Regions from separate parts of the Sus scrofa genome. Here regions 1, 2 and 3 are each linked to region 4. The links are chromatin contacts, called in public HiChIP or PLAC-seq maps. All regions are on one chromosome and are shown on one strand. Each heading gives the region's core, a stretch centred on a gene start, on an enhancer-like site or on the middle of the called end of the contact. The rest is flanking DNA. Distances are from core to core; before and after follow the strand shown. Region 1 holds the start of RPL22L1 (60S ribosomal protein L22-like 1). Region 2 holds the start of SEC62 (SEC62 homolog, preprotein translocation factor). Region 3 holds the start of LRRC31 (leucine-rich repeat-containing protein 31). Region 4 holds the start of SKIL (ski-like protein).

The links. HiChIP or PLAC-seq counts read pairs in DNA pulled down with a chosen protein or histone mark.
Region 1: an H3K27ac HiChIP or PLAC-seq map of alveolar macrophages shows a contact between it and region 4. The contact joins the promoter of RPL22L1 here to the promoter of SKIL in region 4. A contact is called at or near these places in 1 of 5 promoter capture datasets (fetal liver), 1 of 47 Hi-C or Micro-C datasets (embryonic fibroblasts) and 1 of 2 datasets of contacts at active chromatin or transcription factors (alveolar macrophages).
Region 2: an H3K27ac HiChIP or PLAC-seq map of alveolar macrophages shows a contact between it and region 4. The contact joins the promoter of SEC62 here to the promoter of SKIL in region 4. A contact is called at or near these places in 2 of 5 promoter capture datasets (fetal liver and liver), 2 of 47 Hi-C or Micro-C datasets (embryonic fibroblasts and heart right ventricle) and 2 of 2 datasets of contacts at active chromatin or transcription factors (alveolar macrophages and skeletal muscle).
Region 3: an H3K27ac HiChIP or PLAC-seq map of alveolar macrophages shows a contact between it and region 4. The contact joins the promoter of LRRC31 here to the promoter of SKIL in region 4. A contact is called at or near these places in 1 of 47 Hi-C or Micro-C datasets (embryonic fibroblasts) and 2 of 2 datasets of contacts at active chromatin or transcription factors (alveolar macrophages and skeletal muscle).

Annotation. Positions count from the first base shown.
Region 1 is chr13:109,497,950-109,501,122 of Sscrofa11.1, reverse strand. RPL22L1 (60S ribosomal protein L22-like 1) reads left to right here and starts at 1,628. Exons shown (of 4, transcript XM_003358680.5): 1 at 1,628-1,767. The coding sequence starts at 1,759.
Region 2 is chr13:108,658,919-108,662,265 of Sscrofa11.1, reverse strand. SEC62 (SEC62 homolog, preprotein translocation factor) reads right to left here and starts at 1,780. Exons shown (of 8, transcript NM_001105305.1): 1 at 1,745-1,780. The coding sequence starts at 1,780.
Region 3 is chr13:108,549,008-108,552,407 of Sscrofa11.1, reverse strand. It overlaps LRRC31 (leucine-rich repeat-containing protein 31), which reads left to right and starts at 2,116. Exons shown (of 9, transcript XM_021069772.1): 1 at 2,116-2,271. The coding sequence starts at 2,260.
Region 4 is chr13:109,027,961-109,031,104 of Sscrofa11.1, reverse strand. SKIL (ski-like protein) reads right to left here and starts at 1,274. Exons shown (of 7, transcript XM_021069796.1): 1 at 1,098-1,274.

The DNA of each region.
Region 1 (3,173 bases), core at 379-2,878, 470 kb before region 4:
GACGTAGGTCGCAGACAGGAGTCGGATCTGGCATTGAAGTGACTGTGACCTACGCTGGCAGCTGTAGCTCCGATAGGAGGAGGGGGAGAAGGAGGAGGGGAGGGGAGGGGAGGGGAGGGGGAGGGAAGAAACTGGGGACAAATGAGGCTTGGTCCTGCTGGGATCATCCATGCAGTGATGCAGAGCGTACTTCTGAACTGTTCACTCAAGGAAAAGAAGGGAGCAGCAGCCACTTTGGGGCAGGTGCAACTTGGCAGCAACTCCTCACTTGTTTTTCACCTTCCACTTCTATGACTTCTCTGGGAGGCACGGGACTCTCGCGGGAACCTCTGTACTAACACTTATTTACACATGCACAACCTAAAAATACAAGGCAGTTACCACCCCAGGGACAACCCCTGACCAATGGGGGACAGGAAACTGGGGAAAAACGCTCCTCTCTCCTAAAAGAGAAATAGACAGAATGTAGGTTTGGGCATAAAGGGTATCTGTCACAATTGTCATTATTTTTTCCTGAGATGTATGGTAGCATTCACTGGTGAAGATATCTGGGTGTTTTTCCTGTGGAAAAGTTTTAATTACAAATTTATTTAAAAGATATAGGACTATTCAGATTTTCTGTTTCTCCTCATGTAAATTTTAGGTTGTATTTTTCTAGGTATTCATTTAACCTAATTTGACATATTCTGGCATACAGTAATTTCAACTGTTTTCTTTTTTTAATTTTTTTCTTTTCTTTTTAGGGCCACACACTCGCAGCACATGGAAGTTCCCAGGCTAGGGGTCAATCAGAGATACAGCTGCCAGCCTATGCCGCAGCCACAGCAACGCAGGATCCTAGCCACCTACATTAGAACTCACCGCAAGGTTGCCTCCTTAACCCACTGAGCGACGTCAGGGATCCAACCTGCAACCTCATGGTTACTAGTTGGATTCGTTTCCGCTGCACCACAATGAGAAAACTGCCAAACTGTTTTCCTTTTTAACTGAAGTATAACATATACATTTACAGAAAAGTACACAGATTATAAATTTACAGCTTGATGAATTTTCACAAACTACACATATTCATGTAACCCACCACCAAGATCAAGAAACAGACCACTACTAGATCTAGATGGAAGTCAGGTGTCCTAGGATTAACTCTAAAGCCTATAAAACCTATAAAATAAGAATAAATTACAAAATGTGAACAGATGAGTACTACATATTTTTCTCTTAAAGGTTTTTTTCCCCCTCAAGAATCTAGTTTATTTTGGCTCTCTGAAACACTGATTTCCCTCAAGAGTCATTTAGAAAACTCATAGTCAAAACATAGATAAATAAAGTTTTTGCTGGAAGACTATAAATGCAAAATAAGACAGGAAATCCCAAAGCAACCTGAGACATTGCCTTGACTTGACTGGAAAGAAGATCCAGGCGATTAGTGACTAATGTTTCCTGCTTCCTCGGTGTGTGCATCTGAAGAAGCCTCCCTGCAAGCAACCGCAGAGACCACTGTGGTCAACCAGCGTGCTGTCCCCAGCAGTGTAAAACTGCGAATCATTTCAACTACAGCCGCTGGCCGGTGCTCCTACGAAACCTGAGCGCCTCCAGGCCACGCCCTCGGTTTCCTGGGTTACTAGCCTCCAAGCACCTCCCAAGGTCTGTTCCGGGAGGCGGTGATCTTACGTTCTCGACGCGTGACTCAGCACGCTTTGGTATAAATACGTGCTGCCGGAAGACGCTTTCTCTCTTACCGCGTGGCCGGCCTCCAACATGGCGCCGGTGAGTGAACGTGATCTCGCCGGGAATTCTTACTTTGATGTAGATGTGTGTTTCAGGTGGCGAGTTGGGGGAGGCTAGTTCTAGATAAAGAGTGGTTAGAATTGGAGACTTGGGTCAGGAACACAACCAAGATTAAGGTTGTAAGTTTTTTCCTGACTCTTGACAACTGCTACGCGGCGAGGGCCCGGTATTGGCTTAGGATGGGTCGTGGTGGGAGCGCAGGAAAAGCGGAGGCACGACGGTGAAGGGGGCTAATAGAACAGCATTTGGGCTTTGTTTTTTCTCCCTGGTGCATGGTAAGGCAGTTGCTACTCTTTACAGTGGAAAGCAGATGTGGGTAATCGAGCGGGTCTTATAGCCTTACGAGGGCGGAGGGAGATAGGCGTCTCTCATTTCCCAGGATAGCCGCGGTTGTAGAGGTTTCAGAGAACTTTAGAACTAAGTTGGGGGAAAAGTTTGTTAACCTCACAAAGGAATTTTTTTAAAACGTGAAAGTCAACGACTCGGGCAAATATAAATGTTTGCTTCAAAGGTTTTATTGACCAGGGGACCAGTAAGGTCTTAAAGCTGGTCCAAAGAGCGTTTGAAGTGTTAGGGTAAAATTGCTGGGTTATATACAAAACTAGATAATGTGCAAAGGGGCCATAAGCCCTCTGGGCATATTTGTTCCACCGACAAATTATTTGCATTTCTGAAGTTAACTGATGGCCCAGCAGAGCTGTAAATTGCTCGGTCAAGCCCAGCTCCTGGGAATCGCTATTAACTGTTCGAAAGTTTAGGATGAATTTTTTTGGCACAAGTCTAAGGTAAAAAATAGCAGTTTAAGTGGCATTTTTTGGTGGGTGGATTTTAATGTGTAACTTTATTCTGTGGTATTGTTCGAAAAGTTTAGAGTATGGTAAACAAAGTACTTTTTCTTTTTTTTTTTTAAGACCACCAGACTGGTATCCTTTTCCTCACCCATAACAGCATTAAGGTTTAATTCCTTAGAATAAAATATCCTATTCTTGCATGAAGCTTAAGTTTTTCACGAAACTTTTCTTGATAACTTGAAACAATGTGAACCTGGTTAGAGGTCCAAACCAACGCAGATAGGTATTTATTAGTTTTGACTTGTAATAGAAAATAGATGCTTTTAGTCTCTTCCAATTGCAAAATAGGATTCTTTAGGAATCTTCTGATGAAGGAAACTGAAAGTATACTTTTTTTTTTTTTTTTTTTTTGTCTTTTTGCTGTATCTTGGGCCGCTCCCGCGGCATATGGAGGTTCCCAGGCTAGGGGTTGAATCGGAGCTGTAGCCACCGGCCTACGCCAGAGCCACAGCAACGCGGGATCCGAGCCACGTCTGCAACCTACACCACAGCTCACGGCAACGCCGGATCGTTAACCCACTGAGCAAGGGCAGG
Region 2 (3,347 bases), core at 531-3,030, 370 kb after region 4:
GCGTTTATCCTTGGGGGTAGTGTGGGGGGAAGGAGTTATTTGCCAAGTACTCTTTTTTTCCAGAACAACCCAATGACAGTCTTTTTTCAGGTTCTTCTTAGAGATTTGGAAATTGAGGGGAAAAGTTAAGTAACTTGCCCAGTTACACAGCTAATAATTACTGAAACTGGAGTACAAACAGGCAGAGTCTGGCTTAAATTTTTGCTGCTAGTCACCACCACTACTATATAGGTTATCTTTCTGCTTAATACGAGGTCACACTAGAAATAAAGCAGCTCTTCAAAGTGAATTAGGATCACGTTTACAACAATTTTAAGAACAGCTGATACTGTAAAAATGACATTTTTTTAAGGCCACAAAATGCACCATTCATGCAAAGATAAGTCTTGGAAGTACTAATTTCACAACTTCAATACAAATTCTAATAAAAGGTTTATGTATCCATGTCTGACCAATAATACTAAATTTTGAAAGACGAGGAACAGTATAATTAGAAACTTCTTTAATACTCTTAAGCTTTGCTTTTATGACCTGTCTGAAATTGGGGGAATCTGTCTCTTTCTGATCCCCTTCTTTGCTCTTTTTGAAACTCCTTATTTCTGCCCAACTCCAAATTTACTGATCACTGGCATCTTTTTCTTTTTTTCTAGTACTTAAAAGTTTTTAGGAGAATTTTAACTTGCATAGCTCAAATCACCTGTGGTGTAAGCCAGACAAGAGATTAACTTTTAAAAAATGGGTAAATAAAAATTTGACAGAGCGCCATTCTAAACAATAACATAGTAAGGAACAGAGAGACAATGATGAGTGTAACGATTTATGATTAGTGTATTAACAATTTACAATGTGATATCAACTTATGATGACCCATGAAGGTTTCTAGGCACACAAGCTAATAATGAGACAATACAGAGCCTAAGATGTTCCACGTATTTAATCCTGTTGGCAAAGAGCAAGAACAACAGGGGGGAAATTGCAAAGAAGAAATACACAGATGACAGGCATGTGGAATGAGGGAGGGATGCTATGTAGGTTATGAGGATGACACACTGGCATGCGAAAGGTTTCTGGGCGCAACCCGCTCGCTGCAGTACGGAAGTTGTGTTTATTTACACTCTGTCGCCTGAAAGAAAGCTGGAAAGCTTCAACTGGACTCAAGTTAATAACAGTGAGAAGAAAGGAGGGTTCACGCAAACGAACATCTGGATCGCCGCCTGGGCCCCCGGGGCAGCTGACCAAACCCAGATCACTCCTCCCCACATACGGTCCTCGTATTTGCGCACAAAGAACTGGCAGCTTTAGGTCGGTCCTCCGCTTCCTTCTACCCTATTTACTGTGGCCTTAATTTGGGGACAGTCAAGACGAAAGGATGGGGTGGAGAAGGGAGGGGAGGAGCCCGGGGAGGGTCGGTGTCGGCGCTCGGCGGACGTGGACCTCCTAGGGCAGGCCCCTGCCGGCGCCACCACCGGAACCCTGGGCTGGCGGCCGCGCCTTCGCGTCCGATTCCGAGAGCGGCGCCTCGGGTCTTCCTCCGCTGCCCCAGTATCTCCGCCTCAGACACCACCGTCGCCAGCACCGCCCTCCCTCAGGCCCCTCACTTCGACGCAGCCCGTAACCAGCGGGCTCGCGGCGGAACCCCACCCCACCTCGCCCTCGACTTCGCTTGCCCTTCCCGGGAGCTTTCCCTGCTTCTTCCATTTTCAAGCGCCCTAAAGTCTCCTATCCCAGGGCTCGACTTTGCTACCTGAATCCGCTTCTTGTGCCGCCTGCGTTCCGCCATGTTGGCCGCTCCTCCCGGTTCCCTCTGACGTGGAGCGAGGCGGGGGCGCTGGAAACCTCGCGAGAGCGCGCTGCTGAGCCCGTTATATAACCTGGCGGCTGGCGGCGGGGGAGGGAAGCTGGCGAGAGGCGGATACCCAGGCGAGCCCCGGGAGTATTGGCAGCGCCTTGTCTCCCGTTTTTCTTCGGTTACTTTTGTTGCAGGAACTGGAAATCGCTGGGACCAGAAGGAAGTTGAAAAGTAGATCAAAGGACGTAAGGACTGGAAAAAGTCTTCCGTTCTCAAAACTGACTGAGCATCTGACACCTGGGAAGCTACTGAAATACAGATTCCCGGGCCCCACCCCCCTAGGAGTTGGTTCGTTTTGGGTGGAGCCTTTCACAGAGGATTTATAGACGTCTCTAACTGTGGCACTCTCTTGCCAATGAGCCCTGTCCTATCCATTCCCCACGTGTAAATTCTAAGCCCACTTTAAAGATGGGAAAGCTGAGACCACAGAGGTGCAGCGACATGAACTAAGTTATCGAAGGCTCCACAGTTGGTAGACGACGGCACAGCCGAAATCTAAGCCAATTATCTTTCCTTGTGCAATGTTGGGGGTAGTCAGGTTCATCTGAAACAAACTTTCGATTCGCTATTCCGTTTTTGATGTTGCTTCTGAAAACGCACCTTTAGAATCCAAGAGTCAAAGAGAACCCAGGGAAATAGAAGCAACTAATGAATAGGAGAAAGATTCTTAAGAATTGGGAATGAAGAAGATTGCAGGTTACTTTGAATCTGGTGAATTTACTGCTGTAACTATTATTTTAGAGGTACCTAGATCAAAGAGAATGGGCTTAAAATGCTAGTGTTTTTAGATAGAAATTCCCATGATTTTATGGAAATTTTAAAGCATTTTAAATGGTAAAAAATTGGGAAAATACAGAAAAGACAAAAATAAAAACCCCTAACGCTACCGCCCAGAGATCTGTTATTATTTTCTTCCAGTATTTTTTCCTACTGTGTGTGTGTATATTTGTATTTACATGTTTCTCAGTTCCTCCTCAACTGAAAATATACTGCATATGTTATGCAGTAGCCTTTTTTTTTCACTTAATGCTATGTTGAGCATTTATTATATCATTTAAAAGTTCATTTCCCATATTATATATGTAACCTAATAGCAATTAAATATTAAGACAAATAGTATCATATTGATGTCTATTGTTTTATAAAATAAGATGGCTGAAGTTCTTTTCTGGACTAGGCAATTATGCACTCTCAGGGCAGGGTCAGCAAGTCATTTAATTCCTTTCCCCCCTATAATTAATAATTAGGGTATATATAGTCAGAGATGGGGTGAAAAAAAGATGATTCCTATCAGTCAACCCAAAACATAACACTGGGTATGAAATGTCTTTATTTCCTTCAGTCCTTCTCTCCATCCAAAAGGAGGATAGAACTGTTTGGTATTGTTTCATTTAGAGAACATGGATTCTTTTCATAGGAAAGTTTGTTTATAAATGAAAGTATTATTGCACTTAATAGATGCTGAATGCCTACCAGATTCAAAATGCTAGGCTAGGAC
Region 3 (3,400 bases), core at 867-3,366, 480 kb after region 4:
ACACACACATAATATTTGTGGTAAAAAATAAAATAAAATTTGGAGTTCCTGTCGCGGCGCAGTGGTTAACGAATCCGACAAGGAACCATGAGGTTGCGGGTTCGATCCCTGGCCTTGCTCAGTGTGTTAAGGATCCGGTGTTGCCATGAGCTGTGGTGTAGGTTGCAGACGTGGCTCGGATCCCGCGTTGCTGTGGCTCTGGTGTAGGCCAGTGGCTACAGCTCCAATTCGACCCCTAGCCTGGGAACCTCCATATGCTGCAGGATCTGCCCAATAAATTGCAAAAAGACAAAAATTAATTAATTAATTAATTAAAATAAAATTTACCATCTTAACCATTTCTAAGTGTGCAGTTCAGTAGTGTTAAATGTATTCACATTGTTTTGCAATGAATCTCCAGAACTTTTTCATCTTTCAAAACTACACTCTTACAAAACTCCCTGCTTCCCCCTCCCTCAAGCCCTGGCAGCCGCAGTTCTACTCTCTAATTCCATGAATTTGACTCCTATATATACACCTGATACTGTAAGTGGAATCATACAGTATTTGCCTTTTTGTGACGGGCTTTTTTTCTCTTATGTTCTCGTTTCATTTATGTTGTAGCACGTATCATGCTTTTTAATGAAGTGACTTTTGTGGAGAAAGAATAATGCCTTGCCCTTTAACAAGCAACACCTAAAACATGATTCACTCTGAAACACTGAATCAAAAATGCCATTGAAAGCATTCCTCAGAAATTTTAAATATATGTTAAGCCCAAACCTAAGTATGGAAAAGGGAAAAAAAATGGATTCCTCGCTTTTGCAAAAATAAATAAAAATCACTTAACTGCCTGAGAAATAATTTGTCAAGCATATATTACCCTTAGGGTTTCATGGCAAATGAACTTACTTACTGATAATACAGTAAATATTGACAGTAAATACTCAAGTAAATGCCAGCCATTAGCTTTTCCAAAGGGCTCTTAAGTGAATGCCTCTGATTCTAGGAAAAGAGGCAAACCTGTTTTCAGCCGCTGTCGTCTGGTTGCTATGTTGTGATCTGGAAATATCCTCAAATTCAGTTTCCAGGGTTTACCTTCACAAAGTAAAACCTAATGCAGATACAAGAGAAAGCTGGTCTGAAATCTTGAGTTGGTGTGGGAAGCCTGAGTACTTGTTCAAGTTTGTATATAAAGAGGAATTTCTCAAACATGCTCTGAAAAAAATGATTGTTTTTCTAAGTGTGAGCCTGGTAACCTGTTGCTTGGACCACTGTAGTATTAAGAAACTCATGGACTTAGAGAATAGATTTGTGGTTGCCAAGGGGGAGGGGGAGGGAGTGGGATGGATTGGGAGCTTGGGGATGATTGATGCAGACTATTGCCTTTGGAATAGATTAACAATGAGATCCTGCTGTGTAGCACTGGGAACTAAGTTTGGTCACTTTTTTTTTTTTGGTCTTTTTGCGATTTCTTGGGCCACTCCTGCGGCACATGGAGGATCCCAGGCTAGGGGTCCAATGGGAGCTGCAGCCGCCGGCCTACACCAGAGCCACAGAAACACAGGATCCGAGCTGCATCTGCAACCTACACCACAGCTCATGGCAACACCGGATCCTTAACCCACTGAGCAAGGCCAGGGATCGAACCCACAACCTCATGGTTCCTAGTCAGATTCGTTAACCACTGAGCCACGATGGGAACTTCTGTTTGGTCACTTATGATGGAGCATGATAATGTGAGAAAAAAGAATGTATACATGTATGTGTAACTGGGTCATCATGCTGTACTGTAGAAAAAAATAATAATAAAAGGTAAAAATTAAAAAAAAAAAAAAAAAAAGGATGCAGTTCCTTCCCCTTCTCTCCCAAGGCTGCCTTCCTCATGTTCCTCCATTTGATTCCCTGTCAGGCTCTCAGTTGCTTCCTTCTCCTGCCTTGACCTCCTTTCTGCCTTTCTCACTCCCTACCGTGTTTCATTTCCTCTTCTGTTCTCTTGAGTCCTGCATGGTTTCTTACCTCCCCCCCGCCCCACCCACTCCCAGGCCCTTCTGCTCTGCAGTGGATGTGTCTGCACAGAAAACCTGGCAGGGCCTTGCTAGCTGGGTGGGGTTTCATTGCGTAAATTACCACATCCTGGAACATCATCCAGCCATGTTTTCTTATGACTTGGAAGTTGGAGTCACAGCAGTTAAGGAGGGGGAAAAATGAAACCATTTCCTGGGATGGCTCTCCAGAGAACAGTTGTGCATAAATCTCCAAAAGGTAAAATGAGTGAAAATGACCATGGAGGTAAGTCTTGGGTGGGGGCTAGAGGACTAGTGGAAGGAAAAGGGCCCCTGGGGTGATGGTGGAATCAGGATGGCACAGCCAGGGCTGCAGGTTGTGGCTGGATTCACAAACCAAAATTCTCCCTTTCCCACCTAACCTACTGAGGCTTGGTCAGCTGAGGGGCTGTGGCTGGGACAACTGTCTGTTTTCATTGCTGTCTGTTCCTATGTAAATCTGGACCAGATCCTGCTCTAGTTTGAAAAGAAAAGAAAGAAGGAAGGAAGGAAGGAAGGAAGGAAAGAAAGAAAGAAAGAAAGAAAGAAAGAAAGAAAGAAAGAAAGAAAGAAAGAAAGAAAGAAAGAAAGAAAAGGATGCCCAGTTGTGACTTCTAAAATGATACTCCAGGTATACCGAACATTCCATCACCCAAGCGTGAAGGTGGGCTCTGCAGGGTTATTTTGAGGATCCCCTGTGTACAAAGTATTTCTTGAACCCTTCTAGAACATGGTAGTACAGAAAGACCTATTTTATAGGGAGGAAGAAAAGAACATAATAATTTCAAGAATATCTATTCAGCTCTGGCCTAAAGAAGGAATCTAAATTGGATTAACAGAAGCTAAAATTTCATTTACAGTTTATCCCTTTAGTTTAAGTCTTAAACGCTCCGTAAAATGTAAGCAAACCCTGAGAAAGATAACAGCTTGAACCTTATGAATCTTGGATCTCAACTCACCTACCTCTAACCTCATACATCTTTGCTCCAGACAAACCATAATTCACTTCTTGAGGCAACCCCAGGCTCTTTTAGGCCTTCATGCCTGGAACCTTTTGAGCCTGTTTTTTTCTGCCTGGGACACTTTCCTCTCTCCTCTCTTTTTAGCTGTCTCAATTCTCTAATACACATGCAAGGTCACTCGCTGCTCAAAGGCTGTGCTCCAAGCCAGGCTTAGTCCAGCTGAGGCTCCTTAACTAAGTAGGTCTTTCCTCCCTGGTGGCCTTTGACCCAGTGTCATCACTAGTATACAGGGCCAACTTTCCACCAGGTTAAGACTGCAAAGTCATGAGCTGTGTCTTGTTCATCATTGACTCTCTTGTTTCGAGAACAGTATCTGGCCCACAGTAAATTTTGTTTATGGAGTGAATTAATTCT
Region 4 (3,144 bases), core at 25-2,524:
AATTTGCTTAATGGAAGCCAAAAGCTATAGACACCACTCCTGGGAATCTCCATCCTTGAACAAGACTAATCCGGGACAAAAAGCACAAGGCAGACAGACCTCACAAAGAATGCAAATGGAGGAAGAAGGAAAAAGAAAAGATTCTTCTTCCACTTCCTTCTTGAGAAAAAAATCCAAAAGAAATCCAATAAAGAGAAATTTCTGCCTCCCAAACTCCGAGCAATTTACCTTACAACAGACCCAAAGGGTTAAGGACCAAGGCCACTAGCCAACGTACTGACTTTCACCCACCCACCACAGGAACACCCCTGCCCACGCAAGCGAAGGAAGAGGGCAGGAGGCATGACCTAGAATGGGGGAGCCCCCAAGCCCTGAAATCCTCCGCCCACGCAAAGCCACCCACCCATCTCAAATCCGAGGGGGAGGCAGGGAGCAGAGAGCAAAGGACCTGGGACGCCCTGGAGCGTGCAAGGGGGTGGTGGGAAGTGGAGGAAGAGGAGTCTCCCAACCCCCACTCGCGGTCTGGGAACACCCCAATGCCCTCCCAACACCGCTCCGCTGGGAGAACTGTGGAAACCCCCCCCCGCACCCTCTCCCCGGGAAGTTCTCGGGTGTTACCCTAGCAGCCCTAACGCTGCATCTACCCCCGCCCCGCGCCCAGGGCCAGAAGGGAGAGGGGTCAGCGGGCTAGTGGGGCGCGAATCGGGATCCCCGCGCCTGCGGGCGCCGACGCAGCGGGTCGAGCCTGAGGCATCCCCGCGGAGCGCAGACTGGCAGCTGGAGGGGGGGGTGGCGGTGACGGGCGTCCCGGTCTCCGGGGTCCCGACGGCTCCGGTCAAGTGCAGCGCCCTGCCCTTGCCCTAGTCCAGGAACAGCGAAGTATGACCTGCCGGGGGACACCCGACCAGCGCCCCCACCCCGTGGTCCCAACCCCACCCGGGACCCGCGCATCCGGACCCCCGACTCCGGCCTCCAAGCCCTGGGAAGCCCGACGAGCTTTGTTAACTCCCCACTACCCCCGGCGCCACCGTCGGGCGGCCCTTGGGGCCACGCGCCCTTGCCTCCTGCCGCGTCCCCACCGCGAGCCCGGGCCGCACCTGTGCCCGCCGCCGCCGCCGCCGCCGCCGCTCGCCCGCTCCCCTCGGCAGTGCCGGCGCCGCTCCGAACCCCACACACATCGCTACACACAGCCCTCTGACGTCACCGAGCCCTCGGCCCGCCCACGTCACTGCGGAGACACACGGCTTCCCGCAGACGCCGCCGCCGTCTCCGGCCGCCCGGGGGAGAGCGAGGGCGGCGGGGCCGGGGGGGGGGGGGGGAGGGAGGGAGGGAGAGGAACAGAGCCAGCAGCGGCACCGCGCGCGCGGGCCCGCCGCCGACGCCTCGCGGCTCCTAGCCCCGCGGGGACGCGCGCACCGTCTGGCCTATTGTGGTTCCAAAGGGCTCTCCTGGCCCGTCGTCTGGCGCGCGCGCCCCTCCCCCCAGGCGCGCGCCCCTCCCCCCAGGCGCGCGCCCGGCGCTCCTCGCCCCCCGCGCCGTCTGGGCGGCTGGCGCGCGACGCTGTCTGCGGTGCACTCGGCGCAGACAGGATGTTCCCTCCCCGCCCCACCCCCACCGCCGCCCTCCCTCCTTCCTTCCTCGAGTCGCCCAGCCGGCTGTCTGGCCGCCACCGCCCCGCCCCCGCCCCACCCGCTGCTCGGTGGTGACGGGCCAGACCCGGGGGCGCCCTGGTCGCTCGGTCGCTGCGCTGCAAGGCAAGTGGGGGCAGGGCGGCCGCGAGGTGCACTGTGCGCGACCCCAGCAGTCTGCCGGGCGGAGACAGGGCCGGCCCGGCCGAGGCCACCGCCCGAGGTCAGGCACGGGCGACCCTCCCCCCTGCGGGGGCCGCAGCTGGGCCGCCCCGCCCCGGAGGCAGCCGGGTGGCGGCCGCCCAGCCGCGCCCCCCTTGAGGGCCCTGCGCGCGGGGGCTGCTCCCCCGCCTCCCCGGGGCCTCCCGCCTGAGGGCCGCCCAGCCAGCTGCCCGCGCTGCGCTCCGCCCCACCCCGGCGGCCCCCGCCTTGCCTGGGCCGCCTCCGCCCAGACGCCTTCCCAGGGCTGACCTCCTCCGCCATCGGGCCGGGCCCGAGGGCTGGCCGAAGTTCCGGCAAAACCGAGAAAGAACATTTTTGTCTCTACTTCTCAGCTACCCTCCCCCCACCCCCTCACCAGACTGCTCTCTCGGCTCCAAAAGGGAGCTAGAAATTACATGTTTCTCAGTATTATACTGAAGGGTTTGGGGTTTTGTTTTGGAGAACACGAGAAAGCTCCTACTGAAGAGCTTTCGGCTGTAACCCTCAGGGCCGAAAAGAGTGGTCTCCTTGGTCAGTGTTTCGCGGCAGCCAGTTAGCGCATTAAACTCTGCGGAGCTGCTCCGTCCTATTTCGAAACACCAAGAAAAACCCCTTTTTTTCACCCCACCGCAAAATCAGGAACTGAAATAGTCCCCCAGGTCTCTGTGCACCGAATTCAGAAGACTCGAGCTTTGTCCCCCACCTTTTTAAATTTCTTTTTGTCCATTCTTATCCAATTTTTCCTGGCTTTGCTGCTTCGAGGTCACTCATGGGATCTACATTTGGAGCCAGCTGACTAGGAATATTGCTGCGCTCATAGATTATTTTTTTCCCCCTCTTTTCTCTCCAACCGGCCTACCAAAGGCTCACAAGCCTCTCGCTTCCTCCACTCCCAAGTTCTGTCCCTCACAGCCCCATCCCCCCCTGCTCCCGGGTCGTGCCCCTTCTTCTACCCCCCACCTTCCCCTCCTCCTTGACTGCCTCCTTTCCAGAACATGAATAATTCCGCAGCACTTCCCATCTGTTATTGCCATAGAGACAGAAGCTCAGCAAAGATAATGATGTTCTGTGCAGAGCCAGTGGGGGGAGAACAGCATCTGCGAGTCTGGGGGATAGATTTTTCTAACCTCGAGAACAGTCAGAAGGCCCAGCCGAAGGTCTGATGTAGAAGACTGGATAGACCTGAGACTTGGCATCTGGACAGCTCTGGGCATTTGGCTGGTGTCTAGCGAGAATAAACAGTTTTTAGAAGCCAAAATGACAAATTTTTTAAGAAGTGATTTCAGACTGCAATTAGTGATAAATGTTCAGTACT